Regions from separate parts of the Zea mays genome. Here region 2 is linked to region 1. Evidence: chromatin contacts called from public Hi-C data. All regions are on one chromosome and are shown on one strand. Each heading gives the region's core, a stretch centred on a gene start, on an enhancer-like site or on the middle of the called end of the contact. The rest is flanking DNA. Distances are from core to core; before and after follow the strand shown. Region 1 has its middle 95 kb from the start of LOC100283599. Region 2 holds the start of LOC100191487 (U-box domain-containing protein 44).

Region 1 (5,541 bases), core at 750-3,249:
GGAGGCATCAAACAGTACTAATGCATTTAAAAAAGCGACAAATTTTAAAACCAGTATTAGTGATGGTATCAGTATCGGTTTTAAAGCAAATAAAACAAAAAAAGATAATTCTCGCACGCGAAGCCCCGTGATTGAGTAGTATTGATGTTTGTTTGAGAATGTGGCAATGACTTGATAGGCTATCTATCCAGTTTAGCCATCTAGCTAGGACAGAATGAGACGCAGCAAACTGGAAACGAAAATTGTCAAGAGAAAAAAAAAGTGCTTGTCGTTGGTCTCGCGATTGATGTCGAAATAGAGCCTCAGCCCATCAGGCCAGTCGAATCGGCCCATTTTAGATAGACGTATAAGGCTACTGTAGCAGAGTGTATATGCGATGACACTTGCAGTACACATTTTTTTTGGTTTATTAGCCTGCCCACCGACCTAGCTCTAGCTAATGCACCGGTTGCAGAGTCTGCATGCATCTCGAGTACGAGGCAGGTTCGGTAGCTACCACAACCAATCAGGCCCCTATAGTAATGGATGTCTGCATCCACGGCCACGACTCGCATGCATTTGCATTTCCTTTGTCAGCGACGAGGCGGGGCCCTTTCCCTACTCTAACCCTATATAAAACGTAGGATGTCGACCGGCCATTCATGGCACGTTTGGATGCATGGTTGCAGGGATACAACATTTGGTTTGGGGAGGGGGCAAGGAAAGCTCAGCAGCACCTTTATCCTCGCATCATGTATACGTGTCCCTACGAATCAGAGAGATGGATTAGACATGGAACAGTTCTTCAAACAAAAAAAAGGGGGAGCTAGATAGAAAGCAGAGGCACCAAGAACACTATGTGCGGCGAAGCGAGACGACGAGACACGATTGGGAGGCAGAGACGTAGGCAGCAAGCAGAAGCATTTGTGGGTGCGCCGAAGGAGGCTTTGGCCTGGGGTTCCTTCTTCCCTGATGTGAGATATATATATATATATATATATATATATATATATATATATATATATATATATATATATATATATATATATATATATATATATATATATATATATATATATATATATATATATATATAGGGTCATCATGGCCGGAACTTTCACAGGCGACCATCTAGGGTGTACTACATTACACGCACACGATATCTCCCCGATCATGGAGTTGAACAATCATGGGAGCCGGCACCAATCATTTCTGCTGGTAATGCCATTCATGTCTCTTAGCACCGACGCAGCGTTGTGCGCGGACAGAACTACTACCATGATCGAGGAACGGTCGCACAGGTAGGTAGAGTTCGAGGAGACACTAGTTCCTCCTTCGGTTTCAAGCCCAAACCCAAATGTGCATTGTGCGTTCGGGCAAAGAATCAAACTTACATTCACATGGGCCTCACCCATTCACGGGCGTTTCATGGGCCAGTGGGGCCATCACAGCCCACCAGTGCGTTTCCTGAGTACTAATTCTTGTCTGATAAGTTTAGCGTTTAGGTTGGTATAATGTTCTCTGTTGTGAAGATATTAGCCTACATGATATCTTGAATGAAAACACCTACTTGAGCTCATGACAAGACACGGGAATAGACCATTAGTGCTCTGGATAGGTGAGGTTATTTGTCAGTTCTGATTTATGGCTTGACACACAAGGCTGAGCAATATGGATGAGCTTCCTAAAAATAATAAATCTGACCTCTATATTTACCATTTTTTGTATATATGATTCTCCGTGGGCCGGGGTGAAGCTTCTTTATTTTCTAATCTGAAGCTCTTTAGCATCGGTGTTGTGGAGAAGAAAAAGAAAAAGAAAAAGATAAAGAGTTGGCTCAGTGTGCCGCGCGACATGCTGCAGGCGGCCCGCGCTAGTTCGTTGAACGGAGGATGTCGGCTGCGGCGTCTGCAGCTGAAACAACAGAAACCGGAACGAAGCGGCGGGAGAAGCGTGCTCTGACCTGAGCGCTGACCACGAGTGACCGCGACGGCGTCCGCGTGGCGGGGCTTGTCCTTGTAAATTCCACACACCGCGTCGCTCGCGCTGTGACGCAGGCCGCGGAGCTAGTAGTAGGAACCGTCCAGCTGGTACGGTGCCGCCGACGTCGACGGGCGGGTCCAACTCTCTCACGGCTGTTTGGCCTGAGTCTCGACGTCGTCGATTGGCGCCGCCGCCGGTCTCGATGCTTGAGATCGCAACGACAGGGCGTGCACGGCACAGGGCACTGCCAGCGTGGTAAACGTGCGTCTGCGTACGGTCGTCTCGCGGGGCCGGGATCGACGTCTGACCATGAGGCCACTGTCTGTCAGGGCCGTCGTGTGCCTCTCTCTGTTTGGATTACACTTGCAGGTGCAGCGCAACTATGGTGGAAATGCAAAACACGACGATCGTTGAGGCGATGGTCATTGAGGGAAGCTACCCACCGGTGACTAGTATGGTAGCTACTAGCACGCTAGGATGAAAACGGGTACTTATCCAGATACTAATTTTGATTTTGATTACTCCCGTTTTCAGTCATGATTTTGGTTTGCGTACCCGGTCGCCTAACGCTGCGGCTGCCGAGCTTGCTGCTTTGCTACCTATCTTGTCGCAGGCAAGAGGACGAATCAAAATTAAGGTATTGCTAAAGTAATAATGAAAAAAAATTACAACATAGTCTAAAGCAATTCATAGCTATAAAATAAATGGTGAATAAGAGTCATGACGAACATAATATATTTACATCCAGATGTTATATAGCAAATAAAATCTGGAAAAAAGAAAATGAACTATATAACAAATAAAATCTGGAAAAGAGAACATGAACTAATAATGATAAATTGAAACAAAATTTATGAAACAAGTGAAATGATATATCTTCAGTTGAGTCTAATTCTAATCGGTAAAAAGTTGTTGTACACATCTACACTTGCATTTACACGGTTGGTGAGTAGCTGCCGTGGAAAAATGAGTTGAACGCATTGTTCGTTTGCGTATCGCATTTCAGTTCTGAGCGTGGGAAACTAGCTAGGTACTCCCAGATGGATTTTTCAGTTTTCAGGGTGGCTGTAAAGGCACGTCGACATCGTATGATCTTGGCAGCCTAAATATGATAAATTAGTGCTAGAATTTTGTCGGCGTTTCGACCCCGGGGGGGTCCCTGGACCGACGAGTAAATTGTCGCTGCGTATCCCAGCCCAGATGGGTCGGCGCGAGACGGGACACAAAGGGGGAGAACAGTAAGGGGAAACCGCGGCCTTCGTGTTGTCTTGCGCCCAGGGCGGATGGATGCGCTTGCAGTAGGGGTTACAAGCGTTCGCGTGGGAGAGAGAGAGAGGGCAAGAGCCTTATGCGTTGGCCCGTTCTCCCGCGCGGCCAACCTTCTCGTACGAGAGCCCTGGACCTTCCTTTTATAGGCGTAAGGAGAGGGTCCAGGTGTACAATGGGGGTGTAGCAGTGTGCTAACGTGTCTAGCCGAGAGGAGCTAGAGCCCTAAGTACATGCCGTCGTGGCAGTCAGAGAGGTTTTGGCACCCTGTTCATGTGATGTCGTGGTCGTCGGAGGAGCGCTTGGGCCCTGTGGAAGGACAGCTGTCGGGGCTGTCGAGTCCTTGCTGATGTCTCCTTTCTACCGTAAGGGGCTGAGAGCCGTCGTCGTCATGGAGCACGCGTGACGCCATCATTTTTTGTTTTACCGGGGCGAGCCAGATGGGACGCCGGTCTTGTTCCTCGTAGCCTGAGCTAGCTAGGGGTAGGGTAATGATGGCCCCCCTGTGATGTGGTCGGTCCGAGCCCTAGGTCGGGCGAGGCGGAGGCTCCTCCGAGGTCGAGTCCGTCTTCCGAGGTCGAGGCTGAGTCCGAGCCCTGGGGTCGGGCGAGGCGGAGACCGTCTTCCAAGGCCGAGGCTGTGTCCGAGCCCTGGGGTCGGGCAAGGCGGAGTCCGTCTTCTGAGGTCGAGGTTGAGCCCGAGCCCTGGGTCGGGCGAGGCGGAGACCGTCTTTCGAGGCCGAGGCTGTGTCCGAGCCTTGGGGTCGGGCGAAGCGGAGTCCGTCGTCCAGCGTCGAGGTTGAGCCCGAGCCCTGGGGTCGGGCGAGGCGGAGCTTCCTATGGCGCCCGAGGCTGGACTTAGCTGCTGTCAGCCTCACTCTGTTGAGTGGCACAGCAGTCGGAGCGACGCAGGCGGCGCTGTTTTCTTGTCAGGTCGGTCAGTGGAGCGGCGAAGTGACTACGGTCACTTCGGCTCTGTCGACTGAAGAGTGCGCGTCAGGATAAAGTGTCAGGCGATCCTTGCATTAAATGCTCCTGCGATACGGTCGGTTGGCGTGGCGATCTGGCCAAGGTTGCTTCTCTGCGAAGACTGGGCCTCGGGCCAGCCGAAGGTGTGTCCGTTGCTTGAGGGGGCCCTCGGGCGAGACGTGAATCCTCCGGGGTCGGCTGCCTTTGCCCGAGGCTGGGCTCGGGCGAGGCGAGATCGTGTCCCTTGAGTGGACTGAGCCTTGACCTTAATCGCGCCCATCAGGCCTTTGCAGCTTTGTGCTGATGGGGGTTACCAGCTGAGATTAGGAGTCTTGGGGGTACCCCTAATTATGGTCCCCGACAGTAGCCCCCGAGCCTCGAAGGGAGTGTTAATACTCGCTTGGAGGCTTTTGTCGCACTTTTTCGCAAGGGGACCGGCCTTTCTCGGTTGCGTTTCGTTCCGGTGGGTGCGCGCGAGCGCACCCGCCGGGTGTAGCCCCCGAGGCCTCGGAGGAGTGGTTTGACTCCTTCGAGGTCTTAGCGCGTTTCGTGATGCTTCGGCCGGTCTGGTTGTTCCCTCATGCGAACTGGCCGTAGCCCGGGTGCATAGTCGAGTCCCATGTTCTCGGGCTGGTATGTTGACGCTGTCAACGGTTTGGCCGGAGCCGGGTTTGCGAGAGCAGCCCCCAAGCCTCCATACAGAGCGAGAGGATGGTCAAGGACAGACTCGGCTTTTTTCATACGCCCCTGCGTCGCCTTTCCGCAAGGAGGAGGGGGAAAGCGCCATGTTGCCCTCGGAGGGCGCCGAACATGGTGTCTCCAGTGAGTTGCTAACGGGTGATCCGAGTGGACGCCCGTGCCCCATTCGTTAGGGGTCGGCTAGTGGCCCGGAGGCGCGCTCCAAAAGTACCTGCGGGTGATTCGCCGGACCCGGTCCCCTTTTGACGGGGTCCGAGGGCTCGATGCCTCCCTTTGGTGGGATTCCGTTACAAAATCGTTCTCGTCGGTCTCAGAAATGTCCTAGGGTACCTCGGGAGCGTAGCCTGAGCCTTGGTTATGTATCGAACGTACCCAGGGTCATCCCTCGCTCTGCGTGCTCTGAGGCGGCTGTCGAACCCTTCGGGGGCCAGCCTACGAACCCCTGATCAGTAGTGGGCGCGGAGCCCGAGTGGCCTGAGGCGGCCGTTGAACCCTTCCGAGGGGCCAGCCTTCGAACCTCTGACCAGTAGTGGGCGCAGAGCCCGAGTGCTCAGAGGCGGCTGTTGAACCCTTCCGAGGGGCCAGCCTTCGAACCTCTGATCAGTAGGGGGGCTCGGGGCCCGCTTCCTTCGCGGAGAAGGATCCC
Region 2 (5,197 bases), core at 1,697-4,196, 510 kb before region 1:
GCAAAACTCGCTGTATCTACTTACAAGAAAAATAACGATCCATGTGCCCTTTAATAGTTGGGCATGGTCAGTTCAGATTTGAACTTACCAACGCCAAATATCAGCACAGTTTGCTATGGCTCCTAAAGCTACAGGTATGCACACTTCACGGCCCACAAATCTGGCGATCTGGTATCTGCAGCGACGCCCGCCAGCACGCTTAAAAGTAGCTAGATTGTGTTTGCAGCAGCTCAAGGTGAGCCAGTATCTTGCCGATCATCGGTTTCAGGGCAGGGTCTCCTTTCTGGGCGAGATCGATGAGCAGAGCCTGCGCGATCTCGCCGTACCGCTCCCTGTGGGCTTCGAGCCGGAACATCCTCTCCAGCATCCATATCGCCTTGTCCTGGGAGCTCGGCTCTCCGGCTTCGGCGATCCTCAGCAGAGCATGGATGCCTGACGCCCTTTCTATCACCCTGCTCCCGTTCTCCCAGACCTCGTCCTCCATAAGGGTGCCCAACGCTTCCAGCGCCGCTCCATCAGCTCCGCGCTCTTCGCCTTCCAGTGTCTGGACCAGAGGATGGACGGCGCCGGCTTTTACTAAGCAGAAGGTGCTTTTGACTGTGCACTGGCAGCTGTGGACTGTACAGTAGGATTCGGCCGATGGAGGAACGCAGAGCCACCTTGGCGTTTTTGACTTGCGCAGCGCCATCGTGCTCTGTGACAGTTGGGCCAAGGATGTTGCCGCTTTAGACTTGGCGTCCACCGATCCTTCTGAAAGCAACTTCACAAGGCAAGGAACCACCCCGTGTCCAACTGCTGAACTCTGCAGCTTCCTGTCCCAGGTGACTGTGAACCGGATAAACACACCAGCGATGCCCTCAAGCAACCACATTCTTTGAGGTGTCACGGCAGCGGCCATGTTTGCCTCAAACAAGGTGATCAGAATAGGGAGCAAGTTTGCCCGCATCAGAATCTCAGTTGCCTTCTTGTCTGTCGCTGGGAGGTTGCTCAGGATACCGACAGCTGCAGCCTTCTCGTCTCGAGAAGTAGGGGAAGAGATGATCTTCACAAAAATATCCAGATGGGTCTCCCTGAACTGCTCAGCCAATTCTTGAGAAGAGTCTTTCGACAAATGGAACATTAAGTGCAACGCGGCGATTTTGATACCCACATTCTTTTCTGTCAGGAAAGGTAGAAGCAGCTGCACTCCTCCATTTTGCCTGATTTTACTCCTGGCTCTTTTAGCATTCGCGTGCCCGGAAATGCTGTTCAAGGCCCTCAGGAGATGAAGTTGAATCACCGGACTCGATAAATTAAGAAGCGAGAGCATCTGAGGCGCTACATCCTTATGAAGTAGAATACGCTCAGATTGTGCTATAGCTGCGAGTATAGCCGAGGCCGGCTCTCTGAGGGCCATGAGTGCTGACGTCACGGAGAAAAGGAGCTGGAGCAGCGGTCCTGTTATGCCAGAATTTATCAGGAGTTCTGCATTCTGTAGAGAGCTAGAGAGATTACACAAGGCGCCTAAGGCCGAGTGCTTGGCTTCAAGGTTTCCATGTTTAAACATGTCCACGAGCGGTTCAATAGCTCCATCCTCGCCGAGGGAAGATTTCATATGTTCAGATAGGAACATTTTCGAGATGGCCGTTGCCATGAGGACCTTGTTCATGTCTGAACCTGCAAACGAAACAGGAGGGCGGAAGCTTATTAGGTGATGGTATGGTTAGATAGAGTGGAGAAAATTGCATTCTACATTGAATTCCCAATTTTTTTATAGGCTGGAGTTAATCTAGTGAATTATTCTTTCCCAGAATATTGTAGCCTGACGGATAAGAAATAGGTGAAGTGGTGTGCAGAAGTGATGGAACCAAAATTCTTACTCCTCTCGCATCGTTTTACTTGCAATTTCTCTTCCATTTTCTCCGAGAGGCTGTTGTTCTTATAAGAGTTGAAGTTTCTGAACTTTTTAATAACATTGGGTAAAATTGTAATGGCTCATTGCAGATACTTGTGTTGTTAAAAAAGGGCTTCGAGATTCGGAGAAAACATTTATTTTTCTTTCATTTTGAGACATAGTATGGCAGATGATAATTACCTTGTTTGAGGTACTGTATCAACGGGCGGAAGTAACCAGCCTCCGCCATCAACAGCACGTTCTGCGGGTTGGACGACAGAATGGCGAGCAACTTATCGGCGTCATCCCCGGTGCCTGGCTCGTGCGCGTTCCTCAAGGTGACCAGCATGACGACACAGCCTTTGATCCTGCCGATCCTCTGGCGGACCTGCGGGATGTCCGACAGGTCCAGCAGCACCGCGATGGCCTCCCTCCTCTCGTCCGCGTCCCTGGACAGGGAGCGGACGATGCTGGACAGCGCCTCGGTGCTGGCCAGCCTCTCCTGTGGAGCAATGCACCGATCGTCAGAATAGAGGTCACGGAGCAGTGGCGTACGAGCATAGCGTCGAACACGGAGCGCGCGCAAGCGTGTATTTACTATTAGCAGGGATAATAAGAAGGAAAAGGAAGGGCGTGGACTGGAGCCTGGCGGGCGTGTATCAGTGAAGTCACCTTGCTCTCGCCGGCGACGCAGCCCGCGAGGCGCCTGAGCGCGGCCATGACGCTGACCCTGGCGTCGGCGGTGGCGGCGGCGGCTGCGAGGCGCGCGAGCAGCGCCGCGACGAGGAGGCCATCCTCGTCGTCGTCCTCTCCGAGCCTGCCGTTCGCTGCCAGCGCGGCCACCTCCCGCGCCGCGGCGGCGAGGTCCGCCTCCGCGCCGGTCTTGACGCGCACCAGCAGGTCCTCCACGTCCACCGCCGCCCTCGCCATCGCCATCGCGTGGCCCGGTGCGGCGACGGCGGTGGGGGCTTTTGTGGGGTGGGAAGGGATGGAACCGAGCGGAGGAAGCGAGGGAGTGTGGAGAGTGGAGTAAGCGGGCGGTGGGCACGGCGAAGCGGTCAAGTCGTCGTCCATGGGCGCGGCGGAGCAAGACGTGTATATCAGTTTTATTAGTCCAGGTAGGATTCATGTGACGGTAGCAGGTCGCGATCGCGAGTAAGATACGGCGGATTGGGCGATGTGCCATTCGCTGCAACGCGTCTCTGACTCTCTTCTGTGGTAGGCTTGGCTTTGACCCGTTCCGTAGTCCTCGGTCGGTTGTTGGTCCGTCCGTGCTGACTCGGCCGGCCGCCGAGAGTCGTGACGGGCAAAAGGCTTCCAACACAAGACGACAGAGTTACCGCGTGCCGCCCAATCCAATCCAAGAGTCAGGCAAGAGTCCCACGGCCGATGTACGGCGTCCCTGTGCGGACTGCGGAGGCCCCAGGCGGAGAAGCCCAAATGCGTTATTAGAAACTCACGGCCCAGTATGCCGATACGGCCCAAGCCCATTTGCATTTCTCTGCGCTAGCTTTCGTCACTTTTGTTATTTTGCGTACCAAGGAGTATGCATATATAGAAGGTAGTACAAATCACCAGCGCCACCTTCAAGTCACCACTCAATACAAAACGGTACAACACGCACACGTAGTAGTGAGTGTAATGCTAGAGCTGCAGAAGACAGAGCAGCCCATGCATCGTCATCACAGCTACTACTAATAACAAATCAAAAAGTACCGAGATGGACACAACACAACAGCTCAACAAGTACGTGCAGCCACAACTGCAGCTATGGGTGGAGCAGATCTCTCCGTTCCTGTCAAAGGCTCAAAGCCTGGCGGCGGAGGGAAGGGGGGGCTGCCTAGTCGCAGCACATCTCGCAGATCCAGCAGCAGCAGAGCGCCGCGATGCTGAAAAACCAAAAACACGCCACACAGTAGCAGTTCTTAATTCCTGAGGTTATTTTTTTGTAGCAGAAGAGGACAGAGAAACGGGTGGACCGACGGACGACTGAAGGATCATTAAGTTTGTGATTGGTAGTTTACCATCCTTCGATGAAGCCCTTCTCCCCGCGCGAGGTCGTCTTCCCCCGGCGTCCCTGCTTCCTGCCGCTGCCTCCCTGCTGCTCCGCGCCTGCCGTCGGGTAGCCTGCAAGCAAGCCATGTCAGCAATATGTGTCCGTCGATCCGTCCATCCACACGGATTTATTCGGAGATGACGATCGATCGATCGATCTGACCCGCGGGTGGTGGCGGCGGCGCCTGCTGCTGCTGCCTGTTGCTGTTGTTCTGATCCATCCTCGACCGTCTCCTCGCTGCTATTGCTAGAGCTAGAGCACGCACGCTCGGCGATCGATGATGCTGTTGTAGTGGAAGCGTGAGCAACACCAATGGTCTGGATTCTATATATATAGCAGTAGCTCTGACGTACGGGTACGTATAGGCTTATAGCCACACCGGGACGGGACGGGGCTGCCTTGCCTGCAAGCTGCAATTCGCGCGCCCAGGTGTCTATAGGTCCAGTCCAGATAAGGCCGCCCGGCCAATGCAGAGCCGTGGTCGGCGAAGCGCGTTTCGCTTCTCCCTTTCCAGCATGTGTGCAGACACGCGGTCAGACATCGACGGCCGGATGAAATAAACTGCGTGCGCCCTTTGTTCATCGAATCCTGACCGACGTGGATATGACCATATTCATGTCACGAGGAATCCGGTTCTCTCCGTAGCGGGAAGGAAAGGGTGAGATGCACCTTTGCCTGTTCACACCGCGTCATGCTTGGTTTCTTCTTCAGCTGGTTCTACTCTCATCCAAACTTCTCCCTACTGTTGCCTTTCCGGAGAGCTTTCTCTCGTCGTACGACAATTGTGATTTCTGGTTGCTGATTGTGATGGATCACCCAACCACAGCAACAAGGTTATCTCCAGCAGCCTTTCCATCTCATCGCTTACCTTACTCCTCATTTTAAACCCCACTCTGTAAACAGAGCATTCTACCGTGTGAAATAATGTTCTGCACGTTCGTATACACGAGTGTGAAGAGAACTTGCCCTCCGTCCGTTAGATGAGTTAGCGTAATTCGAATAGATATATAACTCCGCGTAGAGCTGTACACTTTACCCATTAGTTTGGTTTCTTCAATCTCACTATCGTGAGACCCGATTACTGAAACACTATCATCCCCTGCACGGTATCACCTTGGTGGTTACACTGAGAGGAACAAGACCATATTCTCTCCCAATGTTCAGGACGGTAACATTCTCCTTCCTTTTCCTCCTAGTGCTCCCCAACCACTTGTAACCCTCGGGCTAGCCCATGCAGGTTTGGACTGATCGACCGCACATACAATCTC

The links. A called contact is a pair of places that touch in the nucleus more often than the background predicts.
Region 2: a contact with region 1 is called in a Hi-C map of leaf, with 9 times the contacts expected there. The contact joins the promoter of LOC100191487 here to the enhancer-like site in region 1. A contact is called at or near these places in 2 of 25 Hi-C or Micro-C datasets (bundle sheath and leaf).

The regions. Positions count from the first base shown.
Region 1 is chr3:151,715,674-151,721,214 of Zm-B73-REFERENCE-NAM-5.0, reverse strand. No RefSeq gene overlaps it. Among protein-coding and RNA genes, the nearest start is that of LOC100283599, 95 kb to the right of the region's middle. Within about 2 kb of position 1,999, at least 19 of the 20 cell types and tissues checked have an H3K27ac peak or open chromatin away from gene starts, as enhancers often do. A contact at or near this core is called in bundle sheath and leaf, where this site is marked.
Region 2 is chr3:152,231,426-152,236,622 of Zm-B73-REFERENCE-NAM-5.0, reverse strand. It overlaps LOC100191487 (U-box domain-containing protein 44), which reads right to left and starts at 2,946. Exons shown (of 3, transcript NM_001136919.1): 1 at 2,546-2,946; 2 at 2,075-2,375; 3 at 1-1,656. The coding sequence starts at 2,809. The coding sequence ends at 200. It overlaps LOC100275328, which reads right to left and starts at 4,230. Exons shown (of 3, transcript NM_001328143.1): 1 at 4,092-4,230; 2 at 3,898-4,000; 3 at 3,405-3,762. The coding sequence starts at 4,149. The coding sequence ends at 3,714.